3 separate regions of the Mus musculus genome follow, and all the other regions are linked to region 1. Evidence: chromatin contacts called from public Hi-C data. All regions are on one chromosome and are shown on one strand. The core of a region is the stretch at or near the end of the contact, and the rest is flanking DNA. Distances in the headings are between cores, read along the strand shown.

What was found. Hi-C and Micro-C count contacts between places; a contact is called where the count stands out from the background.
Region 2: a contact with region 1 is called in a Hi-C map of the N1E-115 cell line, with 5 times the contacts expected there. The contact joins the enhancer-like site here to the promoter of Dip2c in region 1. A contact is called at or near these places in 2 of 39 promoter capture datasets (hippocampal neurons and neural stem cells), 1 of 15 datasets of contacts at CTCF or cohesin (the NIH/3T3 cell line), 3 of 484 Hi-C or Micro-C datasets (the N1E-115 cell line, bone marrow-derived macrophages and nephron progenitors), 9 of 115 datasets of contacts at active chromatin or transcription factors (bone marrow-derived macrophages, cardiomyocytes, embryonic forebrain and 5 more) and 1 of 9 other capture datasets (liver).
Region 3: a Hi-C map of uterus shows a contact between it and region 1, with 2.4 times the contacts expected there. The contact joins the enhancer-like site here to the promoter of Dip2c in region 1. A contact is called at or near these places in 2 of 39 promoter capture datasets (hippocampal neurons and neural stem cells), 1 of 15 datasets of contacts at CTCF or cohesin (pro-B cells), 5 of 484 Hi-C or Micro-C datasets (B cells, cortical neurons, nephron progenitors and 1 more), 4 of 115 datasets of contacts at active chromatin or transcription factors (cardiomyocytes, embryonic stem cells, large pre-B cells and 1 more) and 4 of 9 other capture datasets (adipose tissue, liver, macrophages and 1 more).

Annotation. Positions count from the first base shown.
Region 1 is chr13:9,274,255-9,279,020 of GRCm38.p6, reverse strand. It overlaps Dip2c (disco interacting protein 2 homolog C), which reads right to left and starts at 2,496. Exons shown (of 37, transcript NM_001081426.2): 1 at 1,955-2,496. The coding sequence starts at 2,039.
Region 2 is chr13:9,492,473-9,497,238 of GRCm38.p6, reverse strand. Dip2c (disco interacting protein 2 homolog C) reads right to left here. Exons shown (of 37, transcript NM_001081426.2): 2 at 4,063-4,134. Among named protein-coding and RNA genes, the nearest start is that of Gm36423, 180 kb to the left of the region's middle. Within about 2 kb of position 2,223, at least 70 of the 459 cell types and tissues checked have an H3K27ac peak or open chromatin away from gene starts, as enhancers often do. A contact at or near this core is called in the N1E-115 cell line, bone marrow-derived macrophages, heart atrium and 1 more, where this site is marked.
Region 3 is chr13:9,427,305-9,432,070 of GRCm38.p6, reverse strand. All of the region lies in intron 1 of Dip2c (disco interacting protein 2 homolog C), which reads right to left. Among named protein-coding and RNA genes, the nearest start is that of Dip2c, 150 kb to the right of the region's middle. Within about 2 kb of position 2,285, at least 52 of the 459 cell types and tissues checked have an H3K27ac peak or open chromatin away from gene starts, as enhancers often do. A contact at or near this core is called in adipose tissue, pro-B cells and uterus, where this site is marked.

The sequences.
Region 1 (4,766 bases), core at 1,247-3,746:
GTACACCTCATCTAAAGTGGTTTTCCATACTTCTCTGGGCAACACTCACTCTTCAAGAGTGATCGATCATGACAGGTGACCGCTGTTACCTAAAAACAAAACAGACAGCTACTCTCAACAAGAGGAGAGCAGGATATGTGGCTCCAGGCATTATGTGAGGCTTTGAGAGTAAATGTGAATTGACTTCCTAGTAGGCAGGGAGATTCAGACCCTGCGGAAAGGGCTCAATGCAGGTTCAGATGGCTTCTCACTTTTCAAGTATGGGTGGGCAGAGACACATCACATTAACATAGTGCAGATAGCAGAGGTGCTTGCTTTGAGTGAGAACATGAATGGGAAGGGGTGCTTTCAATACAGGATGCAGACGATAAAACAGCGCTGGTAAGCTGAAGAAGACAGTCTATCTCAAGTCTAACAAAACACAAATGTTTCTTTATAGTTACTTACTAGAAATACACTGTCCACACTGCATACCTCATCTTCCAGTTTAAATCTAAAGAATTCAGCCCTGCCCTTTCTGCCTGTGGAAGGGTGATGCTCTCTCTTATCTCTAGATGGTCAGAACTGAGGCAGGAAGCACAGTCTGGGACACATTATCTTTTCCTCCATTGGAGCTTCCCAGGGACTGCTTCCAAAACACCTTGGAGAACCCCAAATTCGGGATAAAGAAAATGTCTAATCTATGAGAATCTGATAACAGAAGCAACACTTACAGCCACCTGGTTTACTCTCCACCCTGCAAGTGTTAAAAGGGAAAACGTAAAGTCAACGTCAGCTCCTCCCCATGATGAAAACTGGCACGAATGAATTTACGTTCTGGCTGCTGGCCCTCACAAATCGTTACCAAAAAAAAAAAAAGTTTACCATGCTAAACTGCTCCAAATATTAACTCAAGAGAGACGACAGGCCATTTCCACACCACTAAGCTGTAGTCTTCTCAATGAGTGGGATGACCGCTAAATATTTATTACTAGACACATTTTGGAACTTTAGTGGAGGAAAAAGGAAAAAAGAACCTACAAAACCCAAGCTGAAACTTATGACAGTTGAGCACATGATGTCCACCATGAAGAGCAAAGACGAAAGCGTATATAACACTCCGTGAAATCACAGCAGAGCAGCCGCAAAGTCTCAATGTCTCTATCCGGCACGATGGGAAGGAGGCATCCAACCTGGCCTGAGGGGGGAGGTTTTAGGGCTCTAACTCAACCAGCTCGTCACAAACACGCCGGAACAATAGTACTACTATCTTCCTCCCGCTGACAGGACCGTGTGCCTGCAGCCTCAGGGGGATCCAATCCCGAAGTCCACTGACAAGTTTCGCATTAAAATCAGGCCATTCAGAGGCCGTCCCCAAGCAGGGAGCGTGGAAGCATGTGCTGTGCTGGTGCTGGTGGTGCTGCTGGTGCATGTGGTGGTGGTGATGATGGTGGTGGTGGTGGTGGTGGTGGTGGTGGTGGTACTGCAGCTGCATCAAGGACGCAGCGCCTCTCCATTAGGGAAGAGCGCACATCCCCACCAAGGCCATTTCCCCCGCAGCCCTAAAGGTTGCTCCATCTTGCTTCGTAGCCGGGAGCCCCGGGCCCAGCCGCAGCGCGCAGGGGGCATCGCGGCTGCACCGTGCCAGTTGAGCCTGGAGGGCGGGGGCCGCGGCACGCACACGCGCGCGCGTGCACACACACACATACACACGCACACACACTACACACACACACACACACACACACACACACAAGCACGCGCGCACACAAGCACATGCACACACATGCACCCTCCCCGGGGCCACCACACGGGGCCCGGGCCAGGGTCAGGGCCGGGGCCCCGCCACCCCGAGGCCCGGCGCGCGCCCTCCCCGGAGTGACAGCACGGCCCGGCCCGCGGGGCCCCGAGCGCGCTCCAGAGAAGCGGTGTCCCGGCCCGGCCCGGGCGCGGGGCTAAGGGGGGTTGCTGTTACCTTCCGACAGCTCCAGCTCCAGCTCGGCCAGCCGGGCCCTCACCTCCAACGGGAGAGCCATGCCTTCCAGGCTGCGGTCCGCCATGCTCGCCGCAGACGCCTCCGCCCTGCCGGCCTCCTCTTTGTTCGCCGACGGAGGGCTCCTCAGCGGCCGCCACTCGAACCCGGAGGAGCCGCACTGAGGAGGCGGCGGCGGGCGGGCGGGAGCGGGAGGCCGGGCGGCGGCGGGCAGGCGCGCGGGGATTTTCTCCTTAGCCTCCTCAGCCTCGTCAGTCTCCTCAGCGCCTCCTCAGTCTCCTCAGCGCCTCGTCAGCCTCCTCAGCGTCTCCTCAGCGCCTCCTCAGTGCCTCGTCAGTCTCCTCAGCCTCCTCAGCGCGGCCCCGACCCTGGCGGTGGCCTCGCGCCCGGCTCTCTGCGCGCCTCCCCCAGCCGCGGGCTCCGGCCCCGCTCGGCCGGCACCGGATCACGGGCCCGCCCGCGGTCACGGCCACAGGGCTCTCGAGCTGCTCCGCGGCCGCCCTGCCCCGGCGGGAGCGAGCGCCGCTGCGCGCGCACCGGGCAACAAGAAGGCGCGCGCGGAGGGTGGGAGCGCGCGGACGTGCCACGGCGGCGCGCGCTCAGGGGGGCGGGGCCTCCAGCGAGTACTTCGAGAGCGCGCTCGTGGGACAGTGGTGCATTTGGCCTTAGGAGGGGGTCTTCCCAACCCTGAGGCTTAGTTAGGCTCCTCAAGACTCAAGGAGAAAAATAAAGAAGGCATTCGGAAGCACACCCTAGCCTGCTTGTTAAAACTTCAAATGTTCTGGATCATCGAGGGCTGATTTTTTTAAAATACTTTTAAGAGGAAAAAATAATTAAAAAAAAAAAACAAAACAGCATGAGACATAGATTGAGTCCTAGGTTTGAAGTTTAAAAGCATGGATCTAGAACAGACTACTATATGACCTTGAAACACACAATGTTTTGTCTAGACTTCATTTTTCCCATCCGTGGAAATAAATCAAGGTAGGTTGGGTCTGTCACACACTGTCCAGCCTAAGGAGTCTTCAGCAAGTGTCTTCTCCCTCACATCCTACAATATCATCCCCTGCTTTTCTTCTACCTCTTGTGAATTTTTTTCCCTTTGGTCATCGCCTGTGATGGTATCAATGTCTATTCTGAATGGCTGATACGGAGTCTGACTATTTGGGGGCATTCTCGCATGGCCAGCTGTCTCCAGAGTAATCTCACCTAGCTGCCCCTGAAGCCCCAAACACCACAAAACCAAAGTAAAAACAGCATCTCCTAACATTAAACATCCACCTGCTTCTTAAAGCATTTTATTAACTCTTTGAGAATCTCCTACAATGTATCCCTTAGCTCCTCCCAGAGTCATCCCCACCTCTCTACTATCCCAATTTTATGTCTATTATTATTATTATTATTATTATTCAATAACCTATGGACTCCAATTTGTTCTGCTCAAATATTTCAGGATGGCTGATCTCACAGGAGGCACATCCTTATGGAAAAAAATAATAAAAAACTGACTCTCCCTCCCCGAGAAGCCATCAACTGGCCATAGGGATAGGAGCTCATTAGCCCTTTGCTATGGCATGCTAGAATGTTAACTGCCTTCATCCTGTGCTGGCAACCATAGCTTCTGTGAGTTTGTGAGTCCAGAGGTATTGTCGTGTCCAGAAGACAGTTTTGTTCCCAGTTTTCCTCAACCTCTGACTATTACAATCTTTCTACTCCGTCTTCTGTGATGGTCTCTGAGCTTCGGGTGTGGGGTTATGATACAGACGCCCTATTTGTGACTGAGCACTCTACTGACATCTATTCTCTCCACTTTGATCAGTTGTGAGTTTCTGTGTCAACCACTACACAAAGAAATTCCTCTGATGAGGTCGGAAGTCTGCACTAGTCTGTGGGTAGAGAAATACAAATTTAGAGGGCAGTTTGATGCCTCGTCCCTTTAGCGGAGTAGTAATAGTAGGTTAGGTTCACTCCTACCTATGATCTCCCCAGCCAGATTTGCAGTACCAGGCATATGTTTCCTCCTGTGAGGCAGGTCTGAAATCCAATCAGACAGCAGTTGTGAAAGCATATGACCTTGATCTTCACACATAGTATTAATATCATTCAGGTTATTATTGCAGGGTTCATAGATGGTTAAAACTGTTAAACACACACATCCACAGCCTGCATAGCACCTTCCAGTACCAAGCAAGACAGCCAACAAAGAAGAAACTTACTGATTAGCATTGATGGATTCTGCCATGTCCTATGAATAATGTGTACGGTGCCTTCGGCCTTAGGGTCTTACCCATCACCCACCTGCTTTTATCAGCTACTAGTGTTTTCCTAATTATCTAGGCTAAAGTCACCCTGGCTTCTCTACCTTCCTTTATCTTCACACAACTTTTGCTTCTCAGTCCCCTCAAATGTATCCCACAAAAACACTGATGGTCTGCTTCCTTCCCATGCCTGCAAACACTGTTTCTAGTCCCCATGCTTCTTCCTGCCTGGAATATTCTAAAGACCATTGAGATGGTGTACCCAGCAATGGGACCCTGAAATTGTAGACACTTCTTTCAACAGTGCTTCAGCACATCTTCTTATGGAACGCAAGTGAACTTCTTAGCTTTAAACTAGGGGACCCTCACTAACTGCTCCAACCTTCAGCCTAGTCTTACCTGCCCACCCCCCATAGGTTCTTGAAGAAAGGATGACTAATATTCAGCATCCTTGCTAATTGTACATCAGTCTTCTGAGGCAGGACCTCATGTGTTCAAGGCTGGCCTCCAACTTACTATGTAACCAAAGATGGTAT
Region 2 (4,766 bases), core at 974-3,473, 220 kb before region 1:
GTCTTCCAACCTATTATTTCTTCTCTCTAATCTCATCTGTCTTTCTAGCTTCTAGCACACTGTTCCCTATCTGAACTGAGGTGGGCACTCAACATTGTGCTCAACCAAGAGAAGTCATCTTCCCCAGACCATGTTGATCCCTGGAGCAGTGAAAATCCTGTAGAAGATACTGTATCCTGAGTATTCCCATCAGAAAGAAGCCACACCCTGACAACTGTACCTCCAGGATCCTAACCTCACCCTATGGCAGTCTAACTCATAACCATATGCCCCATACATACCAGAAATATTTCTGGAATACTTCCTACAGAAATCTTAACATTTTATCTGGCAAATAAAAAGGTTTGTTCAACTATAAGCTCCCTACAGTAAACACTAGCACAAAGATAGAAGAGGAAAGACTTCCCAGGTGGGCTGGTCAAAGAAGAGTTCCCTGGGCTAGAGAGATGGCTCAGAGGTTAAAAGTGCTGGTTGCTCTTCCAGAGGTCAAGAGTTCAATTTCCAGCAATCACATAGTGGCTCATAACTATCTATTATGAGATCTGGTGCTCTCTTCTGGCATGAAGACATACATGTAGATAGAACACTGTATATAAAAAATAAGTCTTTTTTTAAAAAACAGAATGGAAAGGTCATCTTCATGCGTATTTTAGAAACACCTGCTTTCTTCACTACCTTCCCAGGCCCTGCTGATGAATGAGAGTTCATGTAGCAGCAACTTTTCAGAAGGAAGTCATCTATAAGTGCGTTTGCTAGGAAATGTGCTAGTTTGAATGAGACTAGCTCCCATACTCGCACATATTTGAACGTATGGTCAGCAGAGGCATAAGCTAGGACATGCACTGTTCTAGGAAGGATTGGGAGGTGTGACCTTGCTGGAGGAGGAGGTCACAAAGAGTGGCGCTCTAAGGTTTCTAAATCTCATGCCAGGCTCCTCCTGCTCGACTTCTACCCACTTCTCTGCCTGCACCAGGATGCAAAGCTTTCAGCTAGTGCTCCAGGACCATGCCTGTCTGCTCCCTATCATGATGATCACAGACTAATTCTCTAAATCTGTAAGCAAGCCCCTAATTACTTTCTTTTAAAAGAGTTGCTTTGGCTTGGGTTTCTTCACAGCAATAGAATAGTAACACAGGAACAAATCCTCCATTCTAAAATATGACATGCTTATGCACATCACAGGACTGGATGGTGCTCATGTTTGTGGAAAGGCAGGAGGATAAAGCAGACAACACAATTTAAAACACATTTCTGCAGTCAGTTTTTATCACATTTCCATAGATATTCTCAAACACAATCTACAACTATCATTCAACTCTGTCACACACTCTTTAATTCTCTGCCCATTTCAACAAGATATGGTAATTGTCAACAAGGTCACTGGGCAGACAAACGAGGGCAAAGCTGGGAGACAGTTGAGATGTCCACTTCTAAATATTGAAGCTCCTTTCAATATTTTTATGTAAATTGTTTGTTGTGCTAGGGATCAAACCAGGACATCTCACACACTTGACAAGTGCTCTAGCACTGAGCTATACGCCACAACATGTTATTTTAAAACAATGCATTCTATCAGAGGTAAAACCCAGAACATGCTCCTATAAATCCAGTTTACAAATACATAGCTCCCATTTTAAATGTACTTACGCTACTAAAAAGTACATTAAGTTATCATCTCCTTGAATTTCCTAAGTATTAAATCACGGTTCTAAATAAGTCTGACCTTTCAGAGGGACCCTGACCTTGAAACCACCTACTTGAAGATCACTTTGGTCTTTCTGTTGAAGAAACCTAACATCTTGGTCCTTGGTGACAGAAGTAGGAAACTATGTAAGTCTCAACGTCTTTCCCTTTATCACATCTCAGGGATCAAGATATAACTACTCATTCTTTGCCTAGGAAATCTGGCTTGAAGACAACAGTGCTACGTTAAGGGGGGAGGGGGAATCTTATCATTGGACATGCATCCTTTCTTAAGGTCTTCACACTGGAAGAGTCAGATGACCATGAATTACATACAGAACACTGTAAGTTAACAGGAAATGTTGAAAGGAACCTAATTCTGGGACAGTCACCATTCATACACGAAAATTCTGAGCTTAAGGACCAAGGCAGGTATTCTCTTTCAGGACCTAACCTCTATCTCCTTCACTGTGAGCCCTATACTTGGGGGGAAAAAGACTTCCAAAAGCGTCCTTTGCCCAAGGGCTGGTCTCTCTCAGGGATGCAGGGCTCACCGAAACGAAAGTAAAACAGAGGCCGGTTCCCCGCTGCACTGGCCGCCCGCTCCCGGGCCGCAGCTTCTCGGATGTCGCACACCCCGATGTGGGCAGAGCGGAAGGGTCTCCTCGGCACGCCTTCACCGGGCTGCAGTCTACACCGAACCACGGCAGCTCCATTCGCTGCTGTAACAAGTTGAAAAAAAACTAATTAATTCAGACTTTAGTTTTTTTTAAATTTGTTACAGCGCTGAGCAGAGCTGCCGACCCCATGCAGAAACAGCACACAGACCACCAAGGGCTTCAATCGGTGCAGACACCCTCTGTCCCAGCCAGTGCCTGACCAGTGAAGGCGTCAGAAATATTACAGGTAAGCCAGTAACTGCCCTAGCTTCACTTGGGTTTGGTATGGCAAACAAATCAACATCCAACAACATCAGCAAAGACCCCGATTGGCCAAGCAGTCAGTCTTCCTCAAAAACAGGGCAGACACCCATAAACATCAGCAAGTGACTGGACCTTTATGATAATCACAGCAAGGGGAGGCAATGGCAAAGAAATACCTTCCCCCAACACTTTCCCTTAAGCCTTTTACCAATCTATTTACTTTTTCTTCTTCCAAATAAAACCATGCTCCTTCCCTCCACAAGCCAGACCACAGGACTTCAATCCCTAACACACACAGGACCACTTTTACATGAACTTCCTTAAAAATCACATAAAAAGACACAAGCAAAAACCAAAATCGCAGAACTACAAACACAGCACACTGTTGATCTCAAGTTCAGCAGCCACAGAGTTTTGTCTGTCTTAATGCCATCTCAGTTCTATAATACTGGGGTATCATAGCCTGGAGAACAGAAATGGGCTATATATACAGTCACTTTAAGCTTTGTAGGTTTTCCTTCACCCACAGAAATCGCAGTTTCCGTTTTTGCCTTTAGTATGTGTGTTACTGGCCTTTTACCTTCAGGATGGATATTGCTCACATTCACTTTGAGCAATTTCTAAAGCCTAGCAAAAAAACCCTCAACATTACCCTCTACATGAAGTGAGCTAACACAGGAATCTACACTGGAATGCCAATGTATCGCCATTTTCTTAAAATCTGTACAATACAGCTTAAGTGCAGGAATTCTCCAAAGTCACAAATGTGACAACAGTGGCAGGAAGCGGACTTTGTACTCCACAAATGCCAGTAGTGCATATTTTACTGGCACAGCTAAAAACACCAAACCTTTATAATCATACTGTCCCTCTCCGAGTCAGGATATCACAACATTTTCTAGTTATCTCGAACTTTGTATTAATTTAAATCATAATAGCAATAATTAACTCACCAAATAAAAAATCATGTTTAAACCACAAATGCTCCTATTTTTATGATTATAGTGTTTCAAAGAAATCACTATATCTCTACCTACAGATGAAATATCTATTCAATTATATTAGGTATGATTATAGAAAAGTCAGGTCAGGCAGTGGTAGCACACGCCTTTAATCCCAGCACTTAGGAGGCAGGGGCAGGCAGATTTCTGAGTTCGAGGCCAGCCTGGTCTACAGAGTGAGTTCCAGGACAGCGAGGACTACACAGAGAAACCCTGTCTCGAAAAACAAAAAATAAAAAACAAAAAAACAGAAAAACAAAACAAAACAAAAAAGGTCATATATGCCTTCAATTTTCACAAAATCTATGAGTAATTATACAAAGAAGTTGGTTATGTGGAGTGCAGGTGTGAAATGTGCCCTATTCAGGCAGATTCCAGAATGAGAGAAAAATGTCTTCCAAATGTGGCCATTATCTCTTAAACTAGACAAGTAATGCTATTCAAGGTTTACTTACTTGGAGGCTGGGGAAGGTAGGCTCCAATTAATTTTGACCTCTTCTTTTCATATCCCTTTTGTGTAATGTCACCTGAAAGAGAACAGAAAAAAAGAAAGCATTCAGAATAGCTTCAATGGATAAAGTTGCCCATTTAATGGAGTATGACAAAATATACTAATACTTTTAACTATCTTTTATTTGCTTTCTAATTAGAGATTTATAACAGAAGCACTGTATATCATTTACTGTCAATTTTCCTTTACCCTCAAAAAATTATAGTACTCATGGTGTGTGTGTGTGTGTGTGTGTGTGTGTGTGTGTGTTCACACACACATATATGTTCATCTCTGGCCTTCTGACTGCATTTCTATCCTGAGGGTCCAAAATTAGATCAGTGCAAATTTCTTCACATTTGCAGGCGTAGAAAGCCAGCTCAATCTTCAGGAGCTCTCATTAACTTAATCAACAATGGATTGCACAACTGTCTGGGCTGGAAAGCTAGGAACACCATTACAGACAGACATTGCCTTTCATTAATGAGATCTTTTCCTTCCTAATCAGGCATGTAAGTCATAAGGACTTAAACTGCTAGGGTATATCTGAAAGGAAAAAAAATGACCAAGACCAAAAGAAGCATTAGATAAAACCAAGCAAAAGAACAGGGACCCACAGAGACTTAAAAGATGTTCATTGTTTAAATATAAATTCAAATGTTAAAGCCT
Region 3 (4,766 bases), core at 1,036-3,535, 150 kb before region 1:
TCATTCTTTTAAATGAGAGGCAGTTCCATGGAAAATGTGGCTCAGAAAGTTCAGCCCATGAGCAAAATACACGCATACTTTTATGAGGTAACTGTCAGACCTCAGTATCTGGTTCTCACTCCAAGTCTTAAAGCATGCTCCTGTGGTGAGATTTAGAAAACTGGTACTTTCACTGCTTTACCAAGCATATTCCAAGTAAAATTAACCTTTTCTTCCTTAAATTATGTGATTCACAGTATGAAAATGAATTTGATGGACTGATACTACTGTCTAAACCTTGCTCAAGACACCTTTTGTTCCAAATTTCCTGAAAGAGCCCTGTATCCCAGCCAGGAAACTCCCAGAGGTCACAATACTGTGGAGTCCTGTGGACACATGAAATGCTAAACAAAGGTTACAGTTGAAAATCAAAGAAGCCACACCCTAGGAGACAGACAGGCTCCAGGACCTATTCATGTGCCCAAGATATGAGGACATGGAGTCAGAAGAGCAGTCTCAAGGGCTCTAGAGTAACATCTGGCAACCACTCATCTACTACAGATGGCAATCACAGCAATCACAGCATAAGTGGTCAGAGGACTCTAATCTTCACTACCTCTACTACAGCCACTCATGGTTTACTTATGTCTTAGGAGAATTACCTTGATTTTGTTAATTAAGCGGGAAGACCCACCTACTAGGCATGGTACCATCACCTGGCTGGAGTCCTGGACTTTGGAAATAGAGGGGGACTGAGCAATAGCATGTATTCATTGCTCTGAGCTTCCTGAGTGCAGATACAATGTGACCACACAGCCTCCTGCTCCTTCAAAATGTCTTCCACTATTATGCACTGTATCCCCCTGAAACTGTAAGCCAAAATAAACCCATTCTGAAACTGCTTTTACCCGAGGATTTTGTCTTAGCAACAGAAAAAACAAAACAAAACAAAAAGAAAACAACTTGAAATTTGTGTTTGTGAACGAAAACCAAGAGCTAAGAGAAATTCAGGAGATTTATTATTCTTCATATTTTCTATATGATACTTAAGATAAAATCATCACGAAGTTACACTATGGGAAAAAATTATACAATCTGTCTCATCATGATAGAAAATTTAGCTAGGCTTTTAATAGGATCTATGCAATGAAACAGATGGGCCTATTTTAAGAACAGTGCTTGCTGGTTTTTTAGAAGCATAGTAAAGCCCCTGCCAAGTAAAAGGTTGTTTATGCCTTTGCTTTGGAAACAGAGGGAAAGTTCTCCTTTAGTACTTGGACATATTAAGTATTTCAGAATTCTGATATATAAAGTATGCTTCTATTTGGTCTACTTTAAATCTAACTTTTAAAAAGCATGGCAAAATAACCTCCAGCCCAGGTTTGACCAAGTCTGTATGAAATGGGCAAAAATACTAGAGAACACCCATTCTACCGATACTGCTGTGATGCTCTAATCTAATTAGACCTATCATGTGGGGCCATGGCTGTGATGTAAATGGCCATGAGAAGCAAGCCCACATCTGTATTTGACTGATGATGTTCTAAAAGCCATTTCCCTCCCTTTCATGTTAATGCATTTTAGATCTGACTCTGAGTAATAGTTGTACCAGCTTTTGCCAGCTAGACTGCATACAGTGCTTAGCTAACATGGCTCAATAAACCAGGCATCATTTTACATTTTACATGAGCTGGGGTTCAAGTTCAATCAACAAAGCTAGGAAAGCTTTTCTTCACTTGAACTCTACTCATCACAGAGATCAAGGGTCTAGGGAGCATAGTCAGAGAGGGTTTCCTACAATGCAGAGACTCTGAGGAAAGCTACAAACACAGCCCAACACAGCCTTGTAAGTGTCCTTGTTTGTTTCTGGTAACTAGATTGTGGAAGCTTTGTAGTTGATAGGGGCACATCAGACTGTTTAGAGGCTGAGTACATATGTATGGTGTGTAGTGTAACACAATGTTTAAAGCAAGAGGACCTCAAAGGGTTAATTGCAAAGAGCTTAAAGAGAAAGTGAAAGCTACTTATTTCCACTTGTGGTAAAGCAGACATGTCATTGAGAGAATAACATTTTTCTAGTGACAAAGAATCTTTTAGTTTGCGTTGTCAAATATTAAATTACCACATTTTTCATGATGTTTATATAAAATGTACCATGCTTAGAACTGTAAATTGTCATAAAATAACTTAAAATCTTTCTCACAACTTTTAACAAAGACGGATTAACGGAATGAGATCATGTGGTTCCTCTGCACTCCTAAAATGCAAGAGAGGGGTAAGATCCTTTCTTCCCCTTGGAAGTCCTGAAGATCTGTCCAATACCAGGGATCTTAGTGCTCAGGACAGACTCCTCTCACTGTAGGCTCAAGAATAAGTCATCCTATTACCAGATATTGAGTAAGGAATCTTTCACCAAAACAAACAAAACCTTTACTGCAACAAGAGAGGACAAAGCAGGAGGCCAGAGGAAACATGGTGATGTTATTCCCCACAGGACCCACAGGAGATGCAGCCAAGGAAGAAAACACTAGTGATTAATAAAAAGCCTTCTGGAATATAGCAGCAACTCCCCAATGTTCTGTGTCAGAGCTGATCTTCTAAGAAGAGCTTTCTCACTTGTAACTGGACCTAGACATCTCCTACTCCTCTTCAACCGAGAGGACATGAGCCCTTTTGTAGGATCTTAAGAAACTGCCCAACACCATCAGATGCTCACAAATTACAACTGATACCCCTGTACTTGGAGTCTTTCACCTGGACAACAGAAAACCATCTGACAGCTCACTTACCACATACGCATCATGGTCTGTATTATACACTATGCTTTATTTGCAAGAATCTCACAAAGATTGTATACAAATACCCCTATGATTAAATTATCTCTACTTTCTTGTGGAAAAAAAATTCCTCCATGGTAAAGCAAAAACATTGAATTTATTGGATTGCCTTTTCACAGTGAAAAGACACCACTTTTACTCCCTGAATTGATTATGGATTTTTGTCATTTTATAGGGTTTTCCCAAAATACAATACTTTACAACTTAGCCACTAGCTACAATCTTTTCTACTGTGGTCCATACTGTGCTGTGTGGATAGCACTATGCTTGCTCATCTTTCATAATTCTTTATCTTCTTCCAATTTTCAGCAACAGTTAACATCTATGCATGCTATTAGGAAGTTCCCAGAAATACTAAATGTTCATATTTACCTTTTTAGTCAACATGGTTTTAGTGTTTTACTTTTGGATTTTGGTTCTCTTATAGTATTCCTAAATGTATGTCGATATTATATTAAATATTCCAATAACCTCTGCTTCCAAACGCTGAGGCCCAGCTGGGACAGTCTTTTCATAGTTAATATAGCAAGCAGAAATTAAGTGACATATCTTTACAGCATTAAGAGTAAACTCCTGCCGGATTTGATCTTTTATCCCAGTACATAGAATTTTTTTTTCTCATAGTATATAGTGGGACCATCCTAAACAATTCAATAAATCTTCAAAATATCTCAAGAGGCAGGTAACTAGAAGCTACGAATGCTGAAAACAGACCATCACAGTACCTAAAGGTTGGAGTTGCACCCAGGAAACCAAGCTGGGGCACATAGTCACATGGTCTTCTCTCAGTCAATACCCTTCAGTGGAATTCTCACAAGACAGAAAACTGATTTCAACTCCTGTGGGATTTTATAGGAAAACTTTCAATTAAAGTGCCTTGCACAAACTTTGTCTAAAGGAGGACTAATTGAACAAAGCATCAATAACCAGTCTTAATACCAAATGGCTTAAGAAGTCACCATTGGTCTAGCTTTTTATGACTGTGGAAAGAAATGATCTTTCTCTCCAGGATGTGAGATGCTGCCAGGAAAGACTGAGTTTTTCTGTGCTGATTCAGAGAACAACTCAGGAAGTTCCAGGAAGCCAGCCTTTAAGTTACACATAAAGCAGAACCCAAGAGACGGAGGACCAGGCCTTAAGCTGCATTACTCTTACAGTCCATCTCAGTTCTGCAGGTGTCATATTCTATTCTGGCAAGAGAGTCAAGATAGTAGCCTGGGGGAGGCTCATTTAGACCTGACAGTAGGGGTACAAAGTCAGGCCTAACAACCTGCATATGACTATACAGACTGAGGCTTTCCTTTACAGTATGCAGAGTAAGGAAGCTCTTAACTGATTCTAGTTTTAAAATTGCCACTTCACATAACTTTTCAAGTTGAGTTGTCATTATGAAAGTATCCCTGTCATTTTTTTCAGTTATGCTTTTAAGACTTATACAGTACTGTTGCAAGAGTCCACATACATAAATGACCCCCATTATAAGACTTAAGAAAATCCCTTGATCATCCATCTCAACTAATCCAGCTATTATCTTAAGAGCTCATCCTTTTATTTTCATTGTGACATTCATCCCCTGCACCACTGCTACACACAGTATAAGGCCCTGTCTTGAAATATGATCCACAGGAAGCTACATAAGGAAATAACAGGAGATTGGAGAAATAAATGCCTCATACCCAGTGTAACTCATAGCATGCACATAACATACAGACTCTAGGAGATCCCTCAAGATCTATCAACAGGGCAGTTAAGAAGAATCTGTGTTCATTGGGGAAAATATAAGCAGCTTCTTTTCTTAAAAACCCAAGGAAATCTAGAGAGTGATTTCCTGGACTGAGAGACTTTGAGCAGAATATGGAATCCAGGACCCTTCACCAGCACTACTCATGTCTCATCTGGCAGGACGATAAAATAGATGCAAGCTGATGTGATTGAGTGAACAGCTTCTCT